Regions from separate parts of the Zea mays genome. Here region 2 is linked to region 1. The links are chromatin contacts, called in public Hi-C maps. All regions are on one chromosome and are shown on one strand. Each heading gives the region's core, a stretch centred on a gene start, on an enhancer-like site or on the middle of the called end of the contact. The rest is flanking DNA. Distances are from core to core; before and after follow the strand shown.

The links. A called contact is a pair of places that touch in the nucleus more often than the background predicts.
Region 2: a Hi-C map of tassel shows a contact between it and region 1, with 2.3 times the contacts expected there. The contact joins the promoter of LOC100384565 here to the promoter of LOC107275227 in region 1. A contact is called at or near these places in 10 of 25 Hi-C or Micro-C datasets (bundle sheath, ear, endosperm and 2 more) and 1 of 3 datasets of contacts at active chromatin or transcription factors (leaf).

What each region holds. Positions count from the first base shown.
Region 1 is chr2:198,410,033-198,414,556 of Zm-B73-REFERENCE-NAM-5.0, reverse strand. It overlaps LOC107275227 (NAC domain-containing protein 18), which reads right to left and starts at 2,694. Exons shown (of 3, transcript NM_001320462.1): 1 at 2,371-2,694; 2 at 1,946-2,259; 3 at 1,172-1,809. The coding sequence starts at 2,545. The coding sequence ends at 1,516.
Region 2 is chr2:198,547,212-198,551,735 of Zm-B73-REFERENCE-NAM-5.0, reverse strand. LOC100384565 reads right to left here and starts at 2,107. Exons shown (of 10, transcript NM_001177076.1): 1 at 1,799-2,107; 2 at 787-859; 3 at 378-452. The coding sequence starts at 1,930.

The DNA.
Region 1 (4,524 bases), core at 1,445-3,944:
CTCACTAAACATGGCCGTGAACTTGGCATCCACATGTTTAAAAATTGTATAAAACACAAACAAAGTCAGAAAATCATGAAACTTGTCCACGTGTCATGATATCATATGTACAGGCTGTGATAAAAATTTTAGAATGTTTGGAGAAAGTTGTGAGACACTATGTGTAGAAACCTAAGAGGACTACACATGAAATCATAGAGTTTCAATGTGAATCTAGAAGGTTTCTACAGATAGTGTCTCACAACTTTCTCCAAATACTCTAAAATTTTTATCATAGCCTATACATATGATATCATGACACGGGGACAAGTTTCATGATTTTCTGACTTTGTTTGTGTTTTATACAATTTTTAAACATGTGGATGCCAAGTTCACGGCCATGTTTAGTGAGCATGTTGCTCGAAGTTTCCGGTACGCTTCTGAAATCGGTCGTAACTTATGATAAGTAACATGAATATCATTTTTGCATGCACGGTTTTCCAAGTTTCGAGTGACCTGCAGTTCAAATTTGAATTTTCCGAAGAATTTCAAAAAACGAACTAAATCTACTAACGATTGAAAACTATGTTATAATTGTCCACAAATGATACATGTAGGTCTACATAGTGTAGGAACATAACACAAAAAGTTTGGGAGACAAAATCAAAAAAATAAAAATATACTTTGCCGAGTGTCTGGATAAGACACTCGGTAAATCATCCTTTGCCGAGTGCCAGATGCGCGGCACTCGGCAAAGAAGCATCTTTGCCGAGAGCCGACTGTTGGCACTCGGCAAAGACTGACGGCCGTCAGCTTTGGGACGGCCGCTGACGGCCCTTTGCCGAGAGCCCCATTTGCCGAGTGTTTGACACTCGGCAAACATGGATTTGCCGAGTGTGGACCTGTACCGAGTGTCCTACGCTCGGTAAAGACGCTCGTTACCGAGAGCCAAGCTTTGCCGAGTGCGGCTCTCGGCAAAGCCGTCTTTGCCGAGTGCCCGAGAAAAGGCACTCGGCAAAGCGTCCGGCACTCGGCAAAGGCTCTGATTCCGGTAGTGCATGATCCATATTGTTATGGATATTTTTGAGATCATGTTTTCTATGTTTGATTATCTATTATATGTCATCATCATAATGTTAATTTATGGAATTAAAATGGTACGGAAAATGCCTATATTTCTAACAATATATTTAGTCTAAAATAAATTATATTTTAGGATGGAGATAGTACATCTTAAAGAATGCCTGGCTACGTTTTTAGATTTTACACACCATCGGGCCGTTGCAGGTTGCAGCGCCCATTTTCTAGTTCCAAATCAAAGTGGATGCTGCTTCACAGATGAAGCGTAGAAACTATTGCTCCTGATTTAAACTCAGGTTGCCAGATCCATTTGATATGATATTTCGGGATCACTCCTGCGCTGGACATGCCTAAACCTGATTATCTCGTGCTTAACTCATCATCATTGTATGGTACCAGAAAAAGGTTGGGCTACGGGACCATGAGAGAGGGGGGAGGGAACACTTAAAATCCCCATCAGGCCTCTCTCTGAGGTGCAACTCTTGTTATGCTGCCGCTGCTGACTTCGTCTTCTTCGTCTGACAAGTCGGTAACGCCGGTGACACAGCTTGAGGACGGCGACTGTGGCGCCGGGAACAGCAACGGCTGCCGTCCTCCCACACCTTCCCGGAGCTGCGGCGGCGCAGCGGATGCGCGGTGTCTCAGAGCTCTGCTGTGGTTACCATCCCGGCCCGGCCTGCTTCTTCTTGCTCCCTTCTTCAGAAAGACCCGGCACACGACCCACTCTCCCGGCTCAGCATCGCAACAACCCTGCAGTCATTGGCACGCCATGTTTTGTTCGGGGGCAAATGTAAGCTACATGCGGCAAAATATCGCGGTCGAGGTTGCAAAGCGAACCAAGCTACTTCCAAACGGAGGCATCATGGTGGGAGTTCTGAGTTCTCACGTGGCTCGCATTCTTCTTCCTCTGCTCGGCCACGCCGCGGGACGCGGCGGCGAGCCGGTACTCGTGCATGACCCAGCCTGTCCGCGACGACGACGGCGGCGACGGCTCACTGCGGTGGAAGGCGAGCGCCGTCTTGCCGCCCACGAGCAGCTGCCTCTTGCCGCCTACGCCGCCGCCGCCGCACTGCAGGAACACCGGCTCCTCCTTGCCCGTGGCCTTCCAGTACCCGCTCCCAGCTCTCCTCCTGCGGCTGCCACGGCCGGTCGCCGGCGCTCGCCGCAGGCTAAAGAAGTAACCCTCCCCTTCGCTTGCCCCTGCGTGGTTCAGTCACACCAAATAACCAGGAAAAACTCCGCGTCAGTACGCTCACGTCTACGCTGATCCGAAGGTGCTCGCGCTCAGATGAAGAGCGCGTGCACACGCACCAGGGAGGTCCCATGGATCGAGCCCGGCGACGTCGTGGACGACGGGGATGACGGCGGCCGGCAGCGGGCGAGCCAGGGCCTTCCGGCGGAGGTACAGCACTACCAGCTCCTCGTCGGTGGGGTGGAACCGGAACCCCGGCGGCAGCTGCGTGGGCGCCTGCGCAGGTCTCTCCATGGCACTGAATCCTCTCTGGTCAGGGCTCACAGCCGGACTCTGCTCTGCTGCAGAGCTGGCTGGCTGTGCACACTGCACAGTAGCGCCGAAGCAGAGCAGGACAGTCTAGCTGGAGCTTGTAGAGAGAGAGAGAGAGATTTGTGATGAGTGGAGTGGAGAAGAAAAGGCAGGGGAATTTATAGGATCCCCAGTGGCGTGTAGCGGACTCCATCCTGCATCTACTCTCCTTTGCTTATAAACCGTATGATTCCTTGTCCGGTTTCACATGATCCCGTCCCAGTCCGAAACAAATCTTCTCTAAAATCTCTTCCCTGTTGCTGTCAGTTTCAAGATGGCGAATTGATAATCGCAGACTAGCGCGAGCGAAAACAATAAAAAAAAAAGTAGGAAAAGGAGAACTAATCTAACTCAAGCAATCTAAGCTCTTTCTTAATTTTAGCTGCAAATGAACCCATTTTTTTTTCTTCTGGGAGTTCTCCTTCATATGCTCGCTCGCTTTCCCTGAAAACGAAAAGCTCTCCGTTTTTATATTCAGACGCGCTTTCAGCAGGTTTGTGCATAAAACATGGACAGCACGGACCCTGACATGGCGAATCGGATGGAATGGAAGCCTGATTGATGTGGGCTTCTTGTAAATGATTGCTAAAAGAAAGAAGGGTTGAACCAACGTTTTTGCTAGTTGGAAAAATGCTTTCCAATCCAACACATATTTTTTTTAATACACAAAGCGATTTACCATAAGGATATCTTCCATGCTAATCGACAGCGCCAGCTGTTTTTTCCCCAGACGAAGAGCTCAGCTGAATATTGACATGTGTTGTACGTGCTGTATGCCTACGAGACCACTTTATATACTCCTTAATCTGGATTACAAGGAACGATTACAATAAAAAACATGCTGCCTGCCTCCTCCTTCGAAGCAACCCAGCATATATAGCGAGCACTTGGGGGTCCACTCGTGGTCAGATATTTCTCAGGGGCGCTGTCAGGACCACACATTTTTAACGCAGATGAGATGTGAAAGTTCTCAGCATCGTATGACTTTTCCGCCGCTCCTCGTTATGACGCAACACTTTTGACAAGTCTCTTTGCTTCTGGTTCTGAAGAAGTGAAACATTCTTTGCGTTGCGTGGCTACGCAACGCATATAACATGTGTATTAAAAATTAAACTGAACTGTTTTGGTTCAGACTTTTGGAGTACAGTTAACTGTCTCCTCTGCTCTGAAAGCACCGGCATCAGCAGCAGAGCGAAAGCTACAACACGGAAGATCGAATGACAGAAACTATTAGTGTATCATGCATGCATCTTTAGTTAATTAGCAGATTTATTTACGCTTGATCTCGTAATGGGGACAGGGTTAGCTAGGCCAATGTTAGCCTGCCCAAGCAAAGCAACAGGTCCCCTTCACCTGACCTCTCACAAGCCAAAGAAGCAGCACCGTATGGTCCACACGTACGCAGCGCAATCATGCAGGTGTTGACAGGAATTAACGCAACCCAAAACACGAAGGGTTGGCATCAGGAGGCATGCAATGCAATGCCAGACCACCACAAGTAGGAACCCGCAAAGGCCGAATCCTCCCCCTAATTACAAGCAAGCCGAGCCCCAGTCATCGCCTCTTTCTCGTCGGTTTGCTGTCGCGCGCGCGCTCGCTCTGTCCACACCGACCTGCTCAGGCCTAGCTAGTTGCAGTAGCAGTGGAGACTGGAGAGGTTTGGGTTAGGAGGGCATCTGCCTCACAAAGTCCAGTCCGGCCAACAAGGCTGTCAGCTCACTTGACATGCCATGTCTATTCCTTAAACAAACAGCAAGAGCCTAGCCCAGAGACGGTGGCTGCTGAGAACAGGCATGGAAGCAAAAGGCGTGTGTGTGCAGCAGTAGGTAAAGATCAATCATATGGGGAGAAAGGAGGGAGCGAAACAGAAAGTGAGATGTTATTAGCTAGGACGACGTCCTACGTTTCCTCAAACACAAGCT
Region 2 (4,524 bases), core at 858-3,357, 140 kb before region 1:
TTGCACGACTTTACAAAAGGACAAGAAAGTTTTACAAGAGACTCCAAAACTTGTATAGATATGAGACCCCATGCATGCATTGGTATAAAAAAACCTCGAACTATGGGGCAAGACAGCCCCTGAACATTATATTAAGAAGACATCACGCAGGCCGAAAAAAACCCTCGAACCCCTGTCCCACCCACCAGGACCTGAGGAGTGCTACTCACACCACCTAACCAACTGCGCTAGAGGCCCTTTCACTATGCATATGACTTTCTGAATATTAAGTTAGTAGCTTTGAAACCCTTAGTACAATGAGTTAATGACAATAATCTATCAAAATCTACCAAAACAAGCATGTTCACAAAGAAAAAAAAAAGACATGGGATAATTACCATTTATTCCATCCTTATTTGGCGTAACTCTTTTAAGCAAACAAGTTCCCATTTCTTGAAGTGCTTCAGAGAACTCTGCATATAATGTCATCTATATGTTAATATTTCACAAACACAAATGAACTGAGGTTACAAAATGTCGGGTACTTGAAATCAAGGTGTTCAAGGTTTGCATTTCCCCAGCTTGATTGAGTAAATCATTAGAAGAAACAGGGTATAAATATGTGCAGCATGAACTTTAGAGAGATGATGGCTATTTATATTCAAAAAATAATGTGCAAACCTAAGTAATAAACATAAATGAAGACATAACCAATAACTAATATATACATAAAACGCCATTGGACATATAAGAAAACTTAATAAAGGCCTTTAGGGGGTGGGGGAGGGCTTTAGACAAGAAAATTACCATATGCACTATTTGCAATTGCTGCAGCAACAGAAAGCAAGTTATCGTAACAGCTTCTCATATCTGCCATATCCTGTCAAAGAAAGCAACAATTCAGAACAAAACTAGCAGGAAGCAGACCCAGAATTTAAAACAAGAGAAGTTTTAACATCATCCATTATGGTATTCTGATGAAGTTATACAGCTGGTGAACAGCAGGACTCACCACTGTTTTTGTTATTCAGGACAGCCACACAAAATAGTTCAATTTTAAACAATTGAAGACTTCTGCACAAACTAATCTGGAATGGGGCACCCATTTGTCAGATCCAACTCGATTAGACAAGATCTCAATTGAGCAAACTAACACCTTCATTTACTGCAAGGAATTCAGAAGTATCACGAGTTCTGCTGCCTGCCCACACTACCCTAGCGCAGAAAGGCATGCCAAATGCTTAAATGTATCTCGCACCAAAGCGACATCACACACAAGCATCGATGCATGATAATCACTCAATTATCACACCATTGAACAGGAGAAAATGCATGGAACCAAAAGCAAACATGACTCTGCCAAGTAACCACAGTAGTTGAGCTGAAATCACGCCACTAGCAGATCAAAGCAAACTCTCTCAACTATGCTAAACTAAAATGTGAGCGGACGATTCCCACAGCACCAGGAAACAACCCGAAAGCAAAGCTCATTCCTCCCGGTGGAATCCCAACGATGTCCAGCCGTGTGTTCGTGAAATTGAGAACAGATCCGGACACTAGAATTTCTACGAAATCCTCACGAGTCACGACGACCATGCTCCAGACTCTCGCACGCCAACCAGGCAACCACCGAACTATGAACTGGTCATCAAACCCAACCACGTGGAATCCATCAACCCGCAGCGGCTGCTGCGAAAACCACAAGCAGGGCCAGAGCTCCCCCGCGAGATCTCCACAGCCCCAACAGACTGACCCACCCATCCGGCTCGCTCGCTCGCGCAGCCACGAAGCGGAAGGGAGAGGCGCAAGGCCCACGCACCTGGGCAGCCGCGAGGAGCTCGTCCGCCGCGGTGGCGGCGGCGGTGGCGTGGCCCCGGCCGCGGTCCCGGTCCACCCGCTGCTCCTGGCGCTGCAGCGCGAAGCCCCGCAGCTTCCGCAGCGACGACTTCATTCTCTCGCTCCTTGCGCCCCGCGAAGCCGATTCAGGGCAGGCGCCGGATGGAGTCCCGGATCGTCCGTGGCCGGCCGGCGATGGGCTCGCGGAAACCCTAGCGGCTAGCCCCGCACACTCCCACCCACTGACGAGCCACGAGCGGGAGAGGGAGAGTGGGGAAGTGGAGAATTCTTTTTTCCTCCCTCTCGGTGCTCGAGTGCGAGTGCTGCGCTGGTGCGCGCTTTCTTTACCCTGTGTCTAAGCGCTATGGTAATCTTATTTTTCAAACGAATTTCTATTTTTCTAAAAAAAATAGTTCATTTTTTCTAGGAAAAATAGAATTTTTTTTGGGAAAAAATAGTGTTCACGATCTCATTTTTCTAAGGAATTTCTATTTCTCTAAGAAAATTTAGTTTATTTTCTTTTGAGAAAATAAAAAATCCTTAGAAAAATAGGGTTCCCAAACTAACCATAAAAATTAAAATAAAAAGTAGGATATAAAATGAGGCTCTGTTGGAACGCTAGAGCTAATAATTAGTCAGCTAATAAATTATTAGTTGTGTTGAGCCAACTAATGAACTAATTGTTTATTGTGAGATAGCTAATAATTAGTTGTGGTATTAGTTGATGGTGTTTAGAACCTAACAACTAGTTTTTAGTAGCTAACTATTAGTTTTAGAGGTTCTAAACAGAATTGAGATAGTAGAGCTAGTGAATAAAGACCGACTTTCCTCCCGCGGCCCACGCACTGTCTCAGGTCGTGTGATCGGTTTTTGGACGGATTTCAATGTTTTACTTTTTAGTCTGCTTATGTAAAACAACTCACAAATCAATATAAATAGATAAATGTATAATTCGTCTAGTCATCGCGACATGAGGGGTCACTGCTTTGTAAACCCTAAAACTTATAACCCCTTCCTTTTTCTCCGCACATAAACCTCACAATATATAGATTCGTGTAACACCTACGAATATTGATTCTCGAAAAATGTAATGTTTCTTTAGAGCTCGTTTGGTAGAAGGTTTATTTACAGTTCTAATATGATACTATGGTATTTGAGATATAGTATTGTGGCCCAAGAGGTGCTTAGTTGAACTTTGTAAATTATTTGATGGGTTGCTTGCCTTTACATCCCATGAAGCTTTGGTAGTTGCTCCGGTCTTTGTTTGGTCAGACACAAGTGTCGGTATTGCTTATGTTAAGCTTTGTTCTAATCCACTCCTACTAGTGCCTCTCAGGCTCTCACACCCTAATATATCACTATTTTCTTCGGAGCACAAAGGTTGTTGTTGCCTTAATGCCTTTGCTCTCTTTTCTTTTATATCTTCTTTTCATAACAGAAACTATCCTATTCCTCTTTGCAACCTAGCGGTCCAGTCAAAGAGAAGGTGTTTGCGGAAAGCAAAGATGAATGGGACGCAAATATCGCGTGGGTATGACCATGACCAATCTTTTCATTCAACGAGATCCGATGCCAATCAGCGGCGTCCATGTCCGGGTTTTTTTTGGGTGGGCGCTGGTCTTTGAGGTCTCCACTACGGGTGGGTGTTGAGGTTATCCGAAATTTTTGGGTCTGGTAATTCGTGTATTTAGAATTTTGGGTTTTGATAATCGATACCAAAAATTACAACGGTTTTACAATATCCGAAAATTCGGGTATCCAGAATTTTGGGTTCGGGTATTCCCGAACTAGCGAACTGTTGTGTTAGCTTCATAAAAACACATGCACCCTATAAATTATTATAAAAATACAGTTTGAATAATGATATACATGGACATAAAAACGCAAGCAATCTACATTCACAAGGCATGCACATTTACACATAATTATAGATGTACAAATTAATAATTAAGCATGACATGTGTACATGACATATGAAAGTTAAGGTATTTCAGGTATCCGATTATGATACCCGAATTACTCGAAATAAATTTGGGTTTTGCAAGTTGGTACCCGAAATTCCCAAACAAAATTCAAGTTTCGGGTATTTCGAGATCGGGTTGGAGTATTCCGGATTCGAGTTTCGGGTTACGAATTTTTTGCCTAGCCCTAGTCTCCACTGTCTCAGAAAAATAGAGCCATGCAGAAATCCTCTACGGATTTAGACGTTTTCACCGGTCACCACAGTAATATACCAAGTCGGCTAGCAGGGGTAAACATATGTTTGATTTATGGATTCAAAATATTTATTATTAATATGGATATATAACATATACTCATTTCGTTCTTTTTATTTGTTATATTTTAGTTCAAAAATAAACTAGTGGACGACAAATATTCAAGATCGGAGGTAGTAGTACATTGCATGCACATATTTCACGTATTCGATAACATGGTAAGTAGTAGAGTTGTCTCTAAATATTGCAGTGATGCGCGCTGGACGAGAATTTATGGAGGTCAAGAAGATCACATGATAAAATCAAGCAAAACCATAAAAAGTTAGTGTTCCATAGAATTCAAGTTTCATATCAATACACGATACAAGTTTAAAGAAGAAAAATATATGAACAAAAGAAGCAAACATATTGTTAAGTTCTTGCTGACCGAATCGAAGTCGTGTACTTGTCGAATGCTGATATCGTCAAAGGGTGGGGAGTCAGGAAAGGGACA